2 separate regions of the Sus scrofa genome follow, and region 1 is linked to region 2. A link is a contact called in public HiChIP or PLAC-seq data. All regions are on one chromosome and are shown on one strand. Each heading gives the region's core, a stretch centred on a gene start, on an enhancer-like site or on the middle of the called end of the contact. The rest is flanking DNA. Distances are from core to core; before and after follow the strand shown.

The links. HiChIP or PLAC-seq counts read pairs in DNA pulled down with a chosen protein or histone mark.
Region 1: a contact with region 2 is called in an H3K27ac HiChIP or PLAC-seq map of skeletal muscle. The contact joins the promoter of SNX18 here to the promoter of HSPB3 in region 2. A contact is called at or near these places in 3 of 47 Hi-C or Micro-C datasets (epiblast stem cells, fibroblasts and heart right ventricle) and 1 of 2 datasets of contacts at active chromatin or transcription factors (skeletal muscle).

The regions. Positions count from the first base shown.
Region 1 is chr16:33,774,493-33,779,834 of Sscrofa11.1, forward strand. SNX18 (sorting nexin-18) reads left to right here and starts at 2,472. Exons shown (of 2, transcript XM_021076956.1): 1 at 2,472-4,312. The coding sequence starts at 2,692.
Region 2 is chr16:33,712,599-33,717,847 of Sscrofa11.1, forward strand. HSPB3 (heat shock protein beta-3) reads left to right here and starts at 3,860. Exons shown (of 1, transcript XM_003133967.4): 1 at 3,860-4,804. The coding sequence starts at 4,220. The coding sequence ends at 4,672.

The DNA of each region.
Region 1 (5,342 bases), core at 1,222-3,721, 61 kb after region 2:
ACACAGATGAGTTTTAGGGCAGTGAAACTATGCTGTATGTTAATGTAAAGGTTCATCAGCTATAGCAAATGCACAGTGCTGGTGGGGGATGTTGGGGGAGGGTGGGGAGGGGAGAATATGTGAGTGTGGCGGGGGAGGGAGTATATGGAAAATCTCTGTAATTTCTGCTCAGTTTTGCTATGAACCTAATACTGCTCTAGAAAAATAAAGTCTACTAAAAAAAAAATTCAATGCACAAATTAACAAAGAAACCACTGTGGTTTTTCTCTAGTGGAAAAGAGGGATGGAAAAAGAGGCAGGGGCCCAGTCACCTAAGGCCTCTCAGGCTAAAGGATGAAGTGTGAAAAAAGCTGTTGTTTGGAACCACTTAGTGTCCCCTAATGACTTGTTTTTACAAAAGCATAATGAAATAGAAGTATTTGGTGTTTATAATGATGCTTCTGTAAACTGAATTATGAATAATATGCTCCATTTTCTAGAGAAATCTTTTAAAAATGTATCTACTTCCCTGAGTGAACTGTTACAAGTTTCTAATACTTGAGCATATTTTCTAGATATCCAAGACCTTTAAGGGGTAGGGTCTTTCCTGCCACTACAGTGCCATAGGGCCAGGCACCATATCCCTGTCATTCATGAACCCTAAGCATTTGCTTGTATACTGGTGCTGCAGATAACCAACAGTTTCTCAACCACTGCTATGCAGAGAAGCCCAATCTGTCTGCTAAAGCCATCCTTGCCATGGAATTTTCACACCTGAAACATTTTCAGTCTCCCTATTTGACAGCCTGAAGCGTTGCAAGTTTCACGCCACTTTGACTCTTTATTCTAAAAGGTAACTACCAAATGAATAGTAAAGGTGAAACTAAATGTATTTTTCTTAAATATTCTAGGTTAGCTTTTCAGAAGTTAATAAGTAAACTGCATTCTAGATGTTTCATAAACGTTGACTTCATGTTTCCGACCACATAAATTGTTGACACCGAAATTCAGTGACCTCTGCTGCTTACTTGAATTGTCCTAACGAAGAATTTTCGGCTAAAAATGGAGTAATTCAGAATCTGCCTAGTGAAGTGAATTAAGGTTTTGCATTAGGGATAAACACTGTAGGGGTAATTCTGATATACTGGGCTCATGGTTTTGAGCAGGATGCTTAGAATACCGCAGCTCTTACAATAATTGTATACTCTTCTGGCTTGTTTCCCAGATTTGCTTGAAAAGGGTCAGAGGACAGGATGAAATTAATGACATATGAATGCTAACACCCCAATTAGAGGTGTCTTCAAAGGAATAATTAGGCTTGACTTAATAAGAGGGGATTCTGAAAAGAAAAAGCTTTAGGCAAATTATACACTGAAGGAAAAGATGTGAAACAAGGCACCTCTAGGAGATTAGAATTGATTAATATTCAGAGAGTAATTTTTAAAATCTACTTATTTTAAAAATAATATACAGTGAGATGAATGGAGAGTGAGAGTCACTGATCTGAGACCAAGAGCAGGGGTATGAGCATTGGTACCCTTCCCAGGGCATTTACTCTGGAATTGTGACCCCCTATTCTCTTTATGAAGAATAGGACCCCTATTCTCTTTATGAAGGAGAACAGGGTTTTTGCTTCCCCAAATAACAAAAATAGCAGCCGCAGTGGCAGCAAACATTTAAACTGTGCTGACCATGTATATAGCGCTTGCCAAATTTTAAGCTCTCTGTTTCATTCGCCTCGTCTGTAAATAGGGATTCCATTATTATCAAATCCCTACAACAAACCTGGGAGTGCAATAAGTAATTTACTCAAGGTCATACAGGTAGGTACTATCAGAAGGCAGATTGAACCCAGCAGTCTGGCGCGGAAGTCTAAGCTCTCATTCCCTGCACTATATGTGTCTTATGCAAAACGCTAGCTTTCTTTGCACACTTATTTTAGTGTAAACTCTTCAGCGCCTCCCTTCCCACACCACCCTTAGCCTCTAAACTTGTCAAACACTGCGCCTTCCTTACTTTGCTCTTGCCACTCTCCTCCCCTTCTGACCAAAGGGCTCTCCAGTGGGTAGAAGATGAAAGGAAGCTTCTCCCTCGTTGGCTTACAGCCTCCAACACAGGCGTCCTGTCTTATAGCAATCGCTAATAGTCATTGTAAATCCTTTAATAGATGCGTGGGTTAAGTATTCTTTTAGCATTCACGGAGGACTCAGAGTGGAAAAACTTCTAAAGAATGCAAGTATTAGCTTACTTTCTAGGATACGGTTTTTAACCTAAATGCCAAAAAAATTCTCAGAGAATTCACTTCTGAATAGAAACCTTCACCCGCCAACTCTCTCCTGCGCTTCACTGAGCGGCACTGGCCATAAGAGGGCAGTGGCAGCCACGGAGTCTGACCTGAGGGCGGGAGCGGCGGCTCGGCCATCGCTTGCTCTTGCCTGGCACGCGGCTCTCGGTCGTGGATTAGCGCAGCTGGGGACGTGGGAGGCCGCGGGCCCCGCCCCCGACCCGCGGCTGCGGCGGCCCAGCGCGGCAGTCGGCGCTGCAAGCCGAGCGGCGCTGAGGGTGCAACTTGCGGGCGGGGGCCCAGGAGTGAGCGCTGCCTTTGGGGCTTCTCTCCGCGCGCCAGGGCGCGGGTACCACCGCGGGACCCTCCGGCGGGCGCTGGGCTTGGAGCGCCGAGAGTCGGGGGCAGCCCGCTGGGGCACCGTGACCATGGCGCTGCGTGCCCGGGCGCTGTATGACTTCAGGTCGGAAAACCCGGGGGAGATCTCGCTACGGGAGCATGAGGTGCTGAGCTTGTGCAGCGAGCAGGACATCGAAGGCTGGCTCGAGGGGGTCAACAGCCGCGGAGACCGCGGCCTTTTCCCAGCCTCGTACGTGCAGGTGATCCGCGCCCCTGAGCCCGGCCCGGCGGGTGACGGCGGCCCGGGCGTTCCTGCCCGCTACGCCAACGTACCACCCGGCGGCTTCGAGCCCTTGCCCGCCGCGCCGCCCGCCTCTTTCAAGCCGCCGCCGGACGCCTTCCAGCCACTACTGCAGCCGCAGCAGGCGCCGCCGCCAAGCACCTTCCAGCCGCCAGGCTCCGGTTTCCCTTACGGCGGGGGCGCCCTGCAGCCTTCGCCGCAGCAGCTTTACAGTGGCGGCTACCAGGCCAGCCAGGGCAGCGACGATGACTGGGACGACGAGTGGGACGACAGCTCCACGGTGGCTGACGAGCCGGGCGCGCTGGGCAGCGGCGCGTACCCGGACCTCGACGGCTCTTCTGGGGGCGTCGGCGCGGCGGGACGCTACAGCCTTTCCACGCGCTCCGATCTGTCTCTGGGCTCCCGCGGTGGCTCGGTGCCGCCGCAGCATCACCCGTCGGGGGCTAAGAGCTCTGCCACCGTGAGCCGAAACCTCAACCGTTTCTCCACCTTCGTCAAGTCCGGCGGGGAGGCCTTCGTGCTGGGCGAGGCGTCCGGCTTCGTGAAGGACGGGGACAAACTGTGCGTGGTGCTGGGGCCCTACGGCCCTGAGTGGCAAGAGAATCCCTACCCCTTCCAGTGCACCATCGACGACCCCACCAAACAGACCAAGTTCAAGGGCATGAAGAGCTACATCTCCTACAAGTTGGTGCCCACGCATACTCAGGTGCCTGTGCATCGGCGCTACAAGCACTTCGACTGGCTCTATGCGCGTCTGGCGGAGAAATTCCCCGTCATCTCGGTGCCCCATCTGCCCGAGAAGCAGGCCACTGGCCGTTTCGAAGAGGACTTCATCTCCAAACGCAGGAAGGGCCTGATCTGGTGGATGAACCACATGGCCAGTCACCCGGTGCTGGCGCAGTGCGATGTCTTCCAGCACTTCCTGACGTGTCCCAGCAGCACCGACGAGAAGGCCTGGAAACAGGGCAAGAGGAAGGCGGAGAAGGACGAGATGGTGGGCGCCAACTTCTTCCTGACCCTTAGCACACCCCCCGCCGCCGCCCTTGACCTGCAGGAGGTGGAGAGCAAGATCGATGGCTTCAAGTGCTTCACCAAGAAGATGGACGACAGCGCGCTGCAGCTCAACCACACAGCCAACGAGTTCGCGCGCAAGCAGGTGACGGGCTTCAAGAAGGAGTATCAGAAGGTGGGCCAGTCCTTCCGGGGCCTCAGCCAGGCCTTTGAGCTGGACCAGCAGGCCTTCTCCGTCGGCCTGAACCAGGCCATCGCCTTCACCGGAGATGCCTACGACGCCATCGGCGAGCTCTTCGCCGAGCAGCCCAGGCAGGACCTGGACCCTGTCATGGACCTGTTAGCGCTGTATCAGGGGCATCTGGCCAACTTCCCCGACATCATCCACGTTCAGAAAGGTAAAGCCTGGCTTTCAGAGTAAATGGTGTGGAATGTATTGTTCAGGCTGAAAGGGCGACTTTGACAGAGAGACCATTGTCTGTTTCAGATTAACATCCCACAGGTGGGCAAGCGAGGAGGAATGTGGACACCTAGGCGATGCCCCAGGCATAGGATGGATTGTGGGCAGCTAACTTCCTCTTTAAAGTATTTGCAGACAGGGAGTGGGTATTCTTCAGAGGTTCTGAGAATACTTTAGATGACAGTGCTGTCAGTTTAGAGTTTGAATAGTTGGGTGATGAGCTTCTGAAATCTGTAATCTTTTGTCTAGGGTAGAATTAGAAGGGGACTCAAACCATGTTAGGCATTCATTTGAACACTGCACTGTCACTTAGCCATAGGTTTCCAGAAGCCTGGAAATAAAGGGGAAGAGTGGGTATCTTCAAATCAGGGTAAGTCCTGCTTTCACCCTCATACCGCTCAGTCCCTGCGTGGGTAGAGGAATTAGGGTCAATTCTCTGAGGTACTAGCCAGGGCAGCTTAGGAATTTCCTGCATAGGCTTCTTGCTCACAACCTTTGTAAAATTACAGGAAGTTTCAAGAAAATTAATCTCTTTAAGCTCAGTCCTTTTGAATTTGGAGTCTATTAATCAACTGAAATGAAGACTGTTACTTAGGAAAATGATGTAGGAAAGCTACGTAAAATGTATAGAATCTGAGTATTGTGTCTGAGGACAGTGTTTGTGGTGTCCCGGTGAGTTGGCTACCCAACTGTCAGAGCTTGTCTTCTTGGTAGTTGTTAGTGTCCCTAACTGTTGTTACAGCACTAATGTTGCAGATTATTTCCTTATAAAATAGAGCAGTAATGTGTGTCCTTACATTTACTCACTACCTTTCATTCTGATTGAATACTTTGAGAGGGAGAGAATGGGGAGGGGTTGGAGTTAGGGATGCAGTTTTCCCTGTGAGTTTTCTATTCGGTGGTGTTGGGGGAGAGGCGGGAGTCACCTAATCTACCTTCCTGAGGTGGTGGAAAACTCCTTTGGGCCA
Region 2 (5,249 bases), core at 2,610-5,109:
GCCTCTCACCTTTTTTGTTATTTGTACCATCCCCCACCCCCAGGAGTCTTTTAAAACACTTCTCACCTGATTTCTCCTCCCTTTCCCCCATGAAATTCTTTTGGCTGTGCCCACAGCATGTGGCAGTTCCTGAACTAAGGATTGAATCTGCACCTTAGCAGCAACCAGAGCCACAGCAGTGACAACACTGGATCCTCAACCAGCAGAGCCACCAGGGAACTCCTCTCATGAAATTTTAATACCACACATATTTTATATGTCTGTTTTTATACTCTTGGGGGATCACAATCCATTATCTAACAGCTAAGACTTTTTGTAGTCTTAGACGATGAGGATTTCTTTTTTTTTTTTTTTTGCTTCATGGAACCAATTTTTCCCCATTAAAGGTGATACTGCCCCACTGAGAATGCATGGAATAGGATAAGAGAAAACTCCACTGTCCTCTTGATAGAGCTAAGGCAAAAATAGTTCACATTCTTTCCTGCTGAGAGGCCTGTGTCAAATGCTGAAGAGATTAAGGAAGATAAGGTTAAAATATAGAATTGACAGCAAGTCTGACCTTGACCTCATGCAGGGCAGAGTCGGAGGTAGGGCAGAAATTATTTTGCAGCAGCAAGCGACTGTTGAATACAGGCTACAAATTCAAGCAGTTGGGCTGGGAAGAGATGGAAGAATTAGCTAGGCAGTGACATAAGGAATAGAATGTCTTCTGTTTTTAAAGGATGGGGCACACTTGACTCTAGGCTGATGGAGAAGCGCCTGTGGACAGTGAGAGACTAGAGAACATCAAGAAAAGGGTAAGTGGTTGGAAAGAAGCCCAGAGGAGGAGAAGGGAAGGGTCAAGGGAATCCTAGGTAGTGGGGGAGGGAGCAGAGCCAGGTTCCCCCACTCCGGGACAGCTGAGTGTGAATATAAATTGGTGCAACCACTATGGAGAACACTATGGAGGCTCCTTAAAAAACTAAATCTAGGAGTTCCCGTCGTGGCGCAGTGGTTAACGAATCCGACTAGGAACCACAAGGTTGCGGGTTCGGTCCCTGCCCCTGCTCAGTGGGTTAACGATCCGGCGTTGCCATGAGCTGTGGTGTAGGTTGCAGACGTGGCTCTGGCGTAGGCAGGTGGCTACAGCTCCGATTGGACCCCTAGCCTGGGAACCTCCATATGCCGCAGGAGCGGCCCAAGAAATAGCAACAACAACAACAACAACAACAACAAAAAGACAAAAGACAAAAAAAAAAAAAAAAAAACTAAATCTAGAATTACCATGTGATCTAGCAACCCCACTCCTGGGCATATATCCAGAGAAAACTCTAATTCAAAAAGATACACTCACCCCAGTGTTCATTGCAACACTATTTACAATAGCCAGGACATGGAAGCAGCCTAAATGTCCATCGACAGAGGAATGGATAAAGAAGATGTGGTACATATACGCAATGGAATATTATTCAGCCATAAAAATAATGAAGTAATGCCATTTATAGCAACATATGTGGACCTAGAGATTATCACAGTGAATGAAGCTGGACAGACAAAGACAAATATCTTATGATACTACTTATATTTGGAATCTAATTTAAATGATACCCCCCAAAAAGCTTGTTTGAAAAATAGAAACAAACACACAGATTTCAAAAGCAATCTTATGGTTACCACAGGTGAAGCTGTTGGGGCGAGGGAAGAATTGGGAGGGTGGGAATAAAATATACACACTACTGTATAAAGTAGATGATTGACAAAATCCTACTATATAGCAGAGGAAAATCTACTCAATAGTTTGTAATAAGCTATATGGGAAAAAATGGATGTATGCATCTGTATGACTGATTTACTTTGCTGTACACTTGAAACTAAAACAACATTATCAGTCAACTATACTCCAATAAAATTAAATTAAAAAAATAAAGAACTATAAAAAAAAGAAATGCGGATGCTCCTTTTTAACTTTAGCAACTCACTCAGACAAGCACTAACATCCTCCTCGACTATTTTAGAGATCACTGAGGTAAGAAACCATAAGACTAGCTGGAGGCACTTTTCTCTGCTCACCCCACGGGCATCTTTCTAGTATTTTTTAAAAAACAGAATTTGCTTTTTAGAGCAGTTTTCGTTTTTTAGATAGACATTTTTTACAGCCGTTAGCAGGGGTTTCGGGAGGGAAGATGAACTGTTGGAGCACAGAAGATTTTTAGGGCAGTGAAATTTCTCTGTAGGATACTATTTGGGTGGATACATGTGATTATACCTTTGTGCAAATTCATAGAAGGTGCAAGACAAAGGGTGAACCCTAATGTAAATTATTGTCTTTGGATAATTGTCATGTCAGTTGCAACAAAATGCACCACTCTGGTGGGGATGTTGATAATGGGAGAGGCTATGCAGGTGGGGACAGGGGGTTTATGGAAAAACTAGGTACCTTATTCTCAATTTTGCTGTGACTCTTTCTGTCTGTCTGTCTATCTATCTATCTATTATGGCCTCACCTGTGGCATATGGAAGTTCCTGGGCCAGGGATTGAATTCCAGCTGTCACTGAGACAAGGCTGGAAGATTAACACACTGTATCACAGCAGGAATCCCATTTCCAGCAATTTCAAGCCAAATCCTTAGTATCTTAATTATTTCCTGCCACTGAGAGTGAGTTGGTTTTGACTCACCACTCAGAGTGGCACAGATGAAAACACCTGCAATGTTTTATGAGCCAGGGGACATTAAATCTCAAAGAGCACATTTTCCCCTGGAGGTTCACCAACCTGCAAAATGCAAGTCAAAAAAGCTGAGTGTGAACAGTATGATTAGAGCCTCTTCTTAAATATATACCAAAATGTCCACACATGTTTTTAGAGTAATAAAAAAGAGCTAAAGGAGAATATTCCCTTCTGTTTTCTGATTTTTAACTTTGGTAGATCTTTTTTCGTTCTAAGGAAATGGGTATGTGTTTTAAGGAAAGGTATTCTGGAGTCTACCCATTCCAGAAAATACCTCTGTGGAAAAGAAGTTTTCTATACTTAAAATGTTCTTGTGTGTATGCATATCACACACACACACACTGCAGAAATAAAAAGCACAGATGTACTTATAGTGACAAGCAAGACACCCCCCAGCTCCTGCCTCCCCCTCACTCTCTTACCATCTTCGTGGACAACTGCTCTCGGACAGATTCTATTTATACAAGCAAATACCTACTTATTAAAAAAAAAAAGAGTAAATACTAGCATATTAAATGCTGTTCTGGACTTTTGTGTTTAACTTGTCTTGGAGATCCTTCTATAGCAGTGGATAAAGAGTTGCCTCATTCTTTTTCAGTGTGAGTTTAATAGTAAGGGTGTTGTAATTAAGAAATTACATGTTATTTATTTTTGCCAATTCAACAGCAGAGCTGCAACTACATTAATCTTTAGTTGTTTGGGCTTTAATATCAAAGACTTCGAAGTTTTAACATTTTTCTCTTCCCGTGATCTCTATTTCCCTTGCTAAGACACCCCATTCTGTGCCTGTCCAACCCCCATCCAAGGCTGGATATCATGACTAGTCATCTCATCTCATTTTTGATGAGTCAAATGTAACAAACCAGATGGCACGGCTCAGATGTCACTTAAGGATAATAGATTAAAGGATGAAATGAAAGTAAATACATAGGACAGAGGGCTAAGCGTTTATTGAATGTTTGAGGTTTGAATGTGTGTGTGTGTGTATCTTAATTGCTAATCAATTACAACTGAATTCACCTCCGCCCCAGCCTTGCACTTGCAGACTAGGATTAATTCCGTTTTAGCTCATATCATAAGATGAGTGCCCATCTCTGGACTGTTCTCAGAAGTCATAGTTGCTTAGATCACTAGTTCACAAGGACAGAGCACTCACTCAGATTATCTCTCAAGTACTGTTTCTGTTCTCTTCTCTCGGGGGAAGCAGGCAGACGCACTTGGCAAGGATAACTGAGAACGTAAGGGCAATCCTTGACTCGGCGGCTGGAGCAGGCTGTGTGCTAAAAGCAACTTAAAAACCTGCCCTAAAAATAGCCGTTCATTGTCAGCGGGAGTGAAAAGACAAGAGGCAGCGTGCCGCACTGTGATTCAGGCCTAATTAAAGGGTTGCGTCTGCGCTGGGTTATAAAGAAGAGCGGCTCCCGGAGACCATCTAGTCAGTTGCCAACTGCAAGGGTTCAACACCGACCCCGCAGACGGTGGAAGCTGTTGGATGCTGGCTTTGCCTCCACAATGGCAAAAATCATCTTGAGGCACCTCATCGAGACTCCAGTGCGATACGAGGAGGAATTTGAAGCTCGAGGTCTGGAGGACTGCAGGCTGGATCACGCTTTATATGCTCTGCCTGGGCCAACCACCTTGGACCTGGGGAAAGCCAGGGCGACTCAGGCTCCCCCAGTGGACTCCGCCGCGGAGGGGCCGCCCCAGAAAGGCGAATGCCGTTTCCAGATCCTGCTGGACGTGGTCCAGTTCCTCCCCGAAGATATCATCATTCAGACCTTCGAAGGCTGGCTGCTGATCAAGGCTCAACATGGAACCAGGATGGATGAGCATGGTTTTATCTCCAGAAGCTTCACGAGACAGTATAAACTGCCGGACGGCATTGAAACCAAAGATTTGTCTGCCACCCTCTGTCATGACGGAATTCTGGTGGTGGAAGTAAAGGATCCAGTGGGGACCAAGTGAAATCTTATCAGCGCCCGCTGATATGGCCGGAGGAAGATTCTAGTTCAGCCCATGGAATTACGGGAATGTCTGTATTAACCACGTATGAAATGATTTTTATGAAGATTAAAAATGTAGGCCTAGTTCCTGGTATGTTGAGGTTGTCTTTGTTATTCTTAATCGGAGAGTTAAATGGTTAAATTATGCTCCTATAACTCAAGTCGATGCTGTTCTTATGCCTGAAACATTGACAATTTAGAGGACGGTAGTCTGATACTAGAGAGGATTCAGAATTCTTTCTTTCTTACTCAACAATGCCAGAGAAACTTCATTTGTAACAACTGTTGGCGAAAGAGCCACACTAATTTAAGGAATTCTTATACATTTTATGAGAATTTTTTATATCACTAAAAGAAAAAGCTGTGATCCCCTTTTCTTTTCAGTATATTTTATTACAGTGGAGCTTTGTAAATACAGTCTGAAGGTTGGAAATTGGGCCTGAAATATATTTAGGATTTATTACATTTGTGACTGCCTTAAACTGATGTTGGAATCTTCAGACATAAATTTTATTTTTAAAAGTTCCAAATATGTACCT